Linked DNA regions of Gossypium arboreum: region 1 is linked to region 2. A link is a contact called in public Hi-C data. All regions are on one chromosome and are shown on one strand. Each heading gives the region's core, a stretch centred on a gene start, on an enhancer-like site or on the middle of the called end of the contact. The rest is flanking DNA. Distances are from core to core; before and after follow the strand shown.

Region 1 (3,075 bases), core at 86-2,585, 110 kb before region 2:
GTTGTTTTTGGTGATCAGAATCATTCAATTCTTGCTGGATTTGATTAGTGAAAGGAAGATTGGAGGGAAAAAGAAGATTGTTTGTGGTATCTAAATCATCCCACACAGGACTAGCAGGACCCCAACCTGCTGGAATTGTATTGAACCAAGCCTCTGCCATATCACCCCACACCAATTCCTGAGAACCAGAGACGCCTTCCCCTGCTCCAGAACTACCCTCTGCAGCTGTTATATGCATCTCATCACTGTCTGGATTGTCTCCCTGAGGCTGTGCTGCTGCTGTTGGGTTTATTACCAGTTTTGGTCCCTGTTCTTGCTTTGAACTTTCATGGGGAGTTTGCGGAGGGGAAACTGTTGAAGTTGGGGTCGGGGAGGACGTATCTTTATCTTTGTTGAGGAAAAGCTCGGGGAAATTGAGCCTTGCATTCTCACCTCTCAACTTGAATGCTTCGCGATCATAGGCTAAAGCTGCATCTTCAGCTGTATCAAATGTGCCAAGCCAAAGGCGAGTCCTGTTACGAGGAAGACGAATTTCAGCTACCCATTTGCCCCAATGCCTCTGCCTCACGCCACGATAAAGCTTGGTAGTGTGGACATGCTGCAGTGGCGGCCGAAACATTTGTCCTCCATCCTGCCCCAGTCTTGTCGTCGTCGTCATCATCCTCCCTCTCGGACTCAAATTCAGTGCATCACTCCAGTACTGAAGAAGTTGTTGTTGTTGCTGCTGTTGTTGAGGTGATAGGGATGTTTCTGCAGCATACAATGGCCGATAGATTAAACCATGTTGCTGCTGCTGTTGCTGAGTATTTCCATATTGTCGGGGAAAGAAAATCGGCGGCTGAGATGCATCAAAAGCAAAAGGAAAAACCAGTCTGGAAGATGGCAAAGAAGAAGAAGAAGAAGAAGAAGAAGAAGAAGAAGAGTGATGAGCCAAAGAAGCAGAGGATGGAAGAGGGTGATGACGTTCAGGGCTACAAATCTTCTTGAGAGGTCTTTGAGAGATGGAAGCTTCATCAAAAACTGGCTTCCATTGACGCCTCTCCGACCCAGAATCAACATACTTGCCTTTCTCAGTCTCTCCATCCTGGAATGTTGTCATCTTCTCTGTTTCATCAACCACACCCTTCTGGGATTTGCCTCTGTTATTTGCTTGTGTCATTGGTGCTGATAATCAGTGGCAGCTGCCTTGCTCTCTCTATTTATATATGTAAATAAAACTTTTGATAAATTCTATAAATAAAATAAAACAAATACGTTGGAAATACTCGACTCAAATGAAGGTGGAGGAAGACAATCTTCAGTAAGAATAAAATAAAATAAAAGCAGGATCGAAGTTGGCTTGGAGCCTTAAATATTTGTTTGGGATTTGTATTTGTAGCATACTATTTTATTTATTTATTTCGTATTTCAAAAGAAAATAATTAAATTGTACTATTACTTATATTTTATTTGTCTTTTTTGTTTCATGTAGTTTTTATTTCTTCATTTTATATTTATATTTTTTAATTTGAAATTTTCAATAATCACAGTTGTTAAATTAATTAAGCATTGAATTTAGCGATATTTGTGTCAAATTTTAAATTTTAAAATTTTAAAAATATAAAATAGAAGATTGATCAAATTTGATAACATAAACTAAATTTATAATTTACAAATAATAGTAAAATTTAACCAAATAAAAGTAGAAAAATCTTGAAATATCAAACTGGTGACACTTATTTTAGAAATTAGATCTACGAGAATACAAAACAAATTGGGAGAAAAAAATGAAGAGAAGACATTGTGGCTGGTAATGTGGAGTGCAAGCCCAAGCAATCCTTCCCTCTCAGATACTATCAAAGGGATTCATTCCTTGTGGCCTGCGACACTGCGAACCCACAATGTTGGTCATTCCCTAGCCAACCACGACGGCGATGGCAACCCCTTGCCCCATTTCTGGTCCAGCAGTAGGTGCCACTAGTTGACATGGAATCACCCTTTCCCGACTCCAAACACGCTACTTACTCGGGGGAACAAGCATTTTAATTTTCCTTTTTCTATAAAAACAGTCTTCAATACTTTGCTCTTCATGGCATTTAAGTTTTCAATTAACATACTTAATCTCATTTTCCCTCCAAGAAGGTCCTATTGGGATGAGCTGTATTGTGTATTTGGCTAGACTTGACTAGATTTATGGATTTGGTCATTGTTACATCTCATTAAAATCTTCAAATAATCATGCATTAATCTTTACTCAAGATTTATCGTGAAGATATTTTCAGCTAGCAATTTATTTGATAATTAAGTTCACCCATTAAATTTTATATAGAGTTTTAACTATTGCGTTTCATCCGAGATGATCTATTGCAAATCGTAACACTACTCTACTTAAGACTATAGTGACAAATCACTTGCCTTTGACCCAACCAATATCAACTCAACACATGTCATCTTGAGAGTGGACAATCAAAACCTTTAAACAACATTAGCTTGGCCTTTTCCTAAACAAGATCAATCGACAATCCTTGCCACCAACTCGTCTATATCAATAATCTGTTATTGACATTTCGATAGATATAAATCCAACACTTTTCTCATCCCTTTAAAGTTATATTAAATTTTAATTAAATCAAATTGTAACTAAAATAATTTTTCCAAAAATAATTTTTTCTATTCCCAATACTTAAAATCAAAACCAGTTTAATACTCAAATTAATCGCTTTACATGCGGCGTTACGAAATTTTCCAACATATGATAATCTTTGTAAGTACTTAGAACTCTGTCGTTAATAAAAATGTTGAATTAATTTCATTAGTCATTGACTTGAGGAAAATAAAAGAGATAATAGGTGGCCTCTCCTATAACGAGCTTTACTAGTTGGGGTACGGTAGAATTTTTCCCACTTGGATTGACACATCAAAACCGACTTTTTTTTTTTTTTTTTTGACAATCCATAATAACTACACTAACATTTTTGCAAGAGTGCATTAATATATTTTTAAAATTTAACTTTTCTCGACTTTCTTAATTTTGATTTAAATAAATTTATTCATCTAAAAATTTAGAGTAATTTAGTTTTTCATCAATTGTACATA
Region 2 (3,042 bases), core at 14-2,513:
AGGGGACGTGAGTACAACCATGGTAGACAGGATGCCTACTATTGTTTTCTCGGATCGTATTAAAAACATTCTTTTCAAAGAAATGGATTTAATGATTGTTCTTAAGCTTTTAGGGCGTAATATCGGATACAATGCTCTCCATAACCGTATCCTTAGTCTTTGGAAACTTGCTAAATCTTTTCATCTTATGGATACTGTTAATGGTTATTTTTTGTTTAAGTTACAAGATATTGGTGATTACAATAAAGTCTTAACCTAAGGCCCTTGGATTATCTACGGGCAATATCTTACTATCCAACCGTGGATTAAGGATTTTAACACATTGCAGCCATATCCCCTTGGATCCGACTGCCGGGGCTTCCGGGATACCTGTACAATTGAAAAATTATAGAAGCCACTGGCGGTCTCATTGGGAAAGTTGTTTTTATTAATCTTGATAAACAGTTGATTTTTCAGGTGATGGTGGACGGAACCGTTCAACAAGTTGAGTATGAGGCTCTGCCAACGGTGTGTTTTACATGTGGTAAATATGGCCATGTTAAGGAGCTTTGCCCGACGGTTATGGTGGATCATACTTGGGAGCAACCGACGAATATGGTGGTTGAGGCACAAGGTGGCATTGGTGGCAGACCCAATGCTGCTAAGAGGCCTGAGTTCAGCCCGAGGATGCTGGTTGAGTGCAAGGCGAGACGTGGCCAACGCGTTCATCAAGCTAATGGTGCGGAAAAATATTGAAATGTTTCTTCTGAGTCTAGTCTAGATTCTCAGCGCTCAATCAGGTTGGGGATTTGAGGTGTGATTTGAGGGTGGTGAATGAAGATTTTATGCAGGAGAAGGTGGGGGAGAGAGGGGTTGTCAGTGATGGGAGGCTGAAGGTTAGGGTTAATAAGGGTGTTAATGAAAATTCTGGGCCTAATCTTGAAGCAGGTCGTAAGAGTGTTTTGGGCTATGGAGCCTTTTTAGGTCCTACTAAGGGAATTTCATTGGACAACTTAGTGGATAATCATTTGGGCCAAAAATCTAATTTTAGCCTAGATAAATTTTTGGGCAAAAGACCTATGGAATTGTCGAGTAAAGGTAAAAGTAACGAGGGCCAAATTTTTAAATCAAACGCTAATGTTTCTTTTTTTGGCAAACTTGTAGGTAATGAACAGGAAATTTATAAATTTATTGGAACGGGCATGGAAGGCGATAACCAAAATTCTTTAAATTTTGGTGTTTCAAAAAATATTACTTCTAGTAATTTAGAAAGGGTTAAGGCCCATTTTAATCCAGCTTTCGAAATGTTTGAAGGAGTTGAAATCCAAATTTTCGAAGGTGTCCTTGATCCCGAGAAACATTCTGCGATGTCTTTTAAGGAAAGTATTTCCTCCGACCAAGGGGTTAAATCTGGAATTGCTCAGTGAAGAAATCGGGATTAGACTTAGTGTCTAGTTCGAGTGTGGACAAATCCGATTTTATTAATAGAAATAGTGATTTTAAAATTAATAAAAACTGTGTAGCCATAAGAGTTCAAATGCTCTTCGGGGATGTGTGAGTCGTTTTAAATCTTCTGGTAGTGCACGAATCCCTTTACCAGAATCTATGGAGGTGATGGCAAATATTCTTTCTACTCATAATCCCAGTCAAAATGGTATTGTGGATTCGGGAGGCGCAAGTTTAACCTTTGAGGGGGATTTAGTCCCTCAGCAGTAATGGTATGTCTTCTAACCTTTCGTTTTTTATTATAAATTTTACAATTTTTTCTTGAAATTGTCGGGGATGTGCCAGTTTTAAATTTCCCTGAATTTTTCGAGAATATAACATGGAGCATAACCATATATAGTTTGTTTGCTTGAGACAAGAGTTAGTGGAGCTAAAGCTGATAGTATTATTGCAAAATTAGGTTTCCAGCGCTCTCATTGAGTAGAGGCGATTGGGTACTCTGGAGGTATCTGGCTTGGTTGGAAAGATTCCATCCGTGCCGAGGTGGTTCGTAGTCATCCTCAATTTATTCTTGCTAAAGTTTGGCAAATGTCCTCTTCATGTCCATTTTTTATTTCTTTCGTTTATGCCAGTCTTAATCGGCAAAAATGTAAGGATCTTTGGGATGTCTTGAGGTCTTTGATTCTATCCAGTCGTATTCCATAAATTGTTATTGGTGATTTCAACGCAATTCTATCTTCTTCTAAAAAGTTTGGTGGTATTACTAATGGAAGGAGATGTCCTCAGTTTGGTGAATTTGTAGAGAAAGCCAAGTTGCACGATTTGGGTTTTAGAGGACCTCTTTTTACTTGGCATAGAGGCACACTTTTTGAAAGGTTAGACTGTAACACCCTAACCCGTATCCATCACTAGACTAGGGTTAAAGGCATTACCAGACAAATTGGAACATTACACGAACAATTCATATTCATCATTCACAAATCAAAATCAAATATTACTATTGAGTCCCTTACATAGGTCATCGAGACCTAAATCACGCACTAGAAAGGGGTTGGGAATGAACTGAGTTCATACAAATTTTTTCCAAAACTTAAACATTTTCAAAGTTGTACAGGCCACACGCCCGTGTGAACAGGCCGTGTGCCTTACATGGCATTAGACACGTTCGTGTGTCTAGGTCATGTCAAAATAGGGCATACATACTGACTTGCTCACATGGCTACAAGACACACCCATGTGCCTTGGCCGTGCCCAAGACTGACTTACAATCGTAGGGTACTCTAGGGGACACATGGCTGAGACACATGCCCGTGTATCTGCGCGTGTGGACAAAAATAGGCTATTTAAAAAGCCAATTTGCCACCTAATTTGGGTGAAGTCTACAAGCATCAAAACTACAACATTTTATGCCAATATTTCAGCCAATTTGCAACCAATACATATGTCATACAAACAATATCATTAACAACCAATTATCATACTTATGACCATCCCAAATCATATCAATTCACTAACTCAATTTCATGCCAAAACACATGATTCAATACTTCAATTCACAACATTAAAACTTACCAATTACTCAAATAAACACATACCAAAGCTTACCAAAATTGACCA

What was found. Hi-C and Micro-C count contacts between places; a contact is called where the count stands out from the background.
Region 1: a Hi-C map of leaf shows a contact between it and region 2, with 2.4 times the contacts expected there. The contact joins the promoter of LOC108475035 here to the enhancer-like site in region 2. A contact is called at or near these places in 2 of 5 Hi-C or Micro-C datasets (both in leaf).

The regions. Positions count from the first base shown.
Region 1 is chr3:7,553,197-7,556,271 of ASM2569848v2, reverse strand. It overlaps LOC108475035 (ethylene-responsive transcription factor ERF054-like), which reads right to left and starts at 1,335. Exons shown (of 1, transcript XM_017777048.2): 1 at 1-1,335. The coding sequence starts at 1,159.
Region 2 is chr3:7,439,547-7,442,588 of ASM2569848v2, reverse strand. No RefSeq gene overlaps it. Among protein-coding and RNA genes, the nearest start is that of LOC108475751, 54 kb to the left of the region's middle. Within about 2 kb of position 1,263, at least 2 of the 2 cell types and tissues checked have an H3K27ac peak or open chromatin away from gene starts, as enhancers often do. A contact at or near this core is called in leaf, where this site is marked.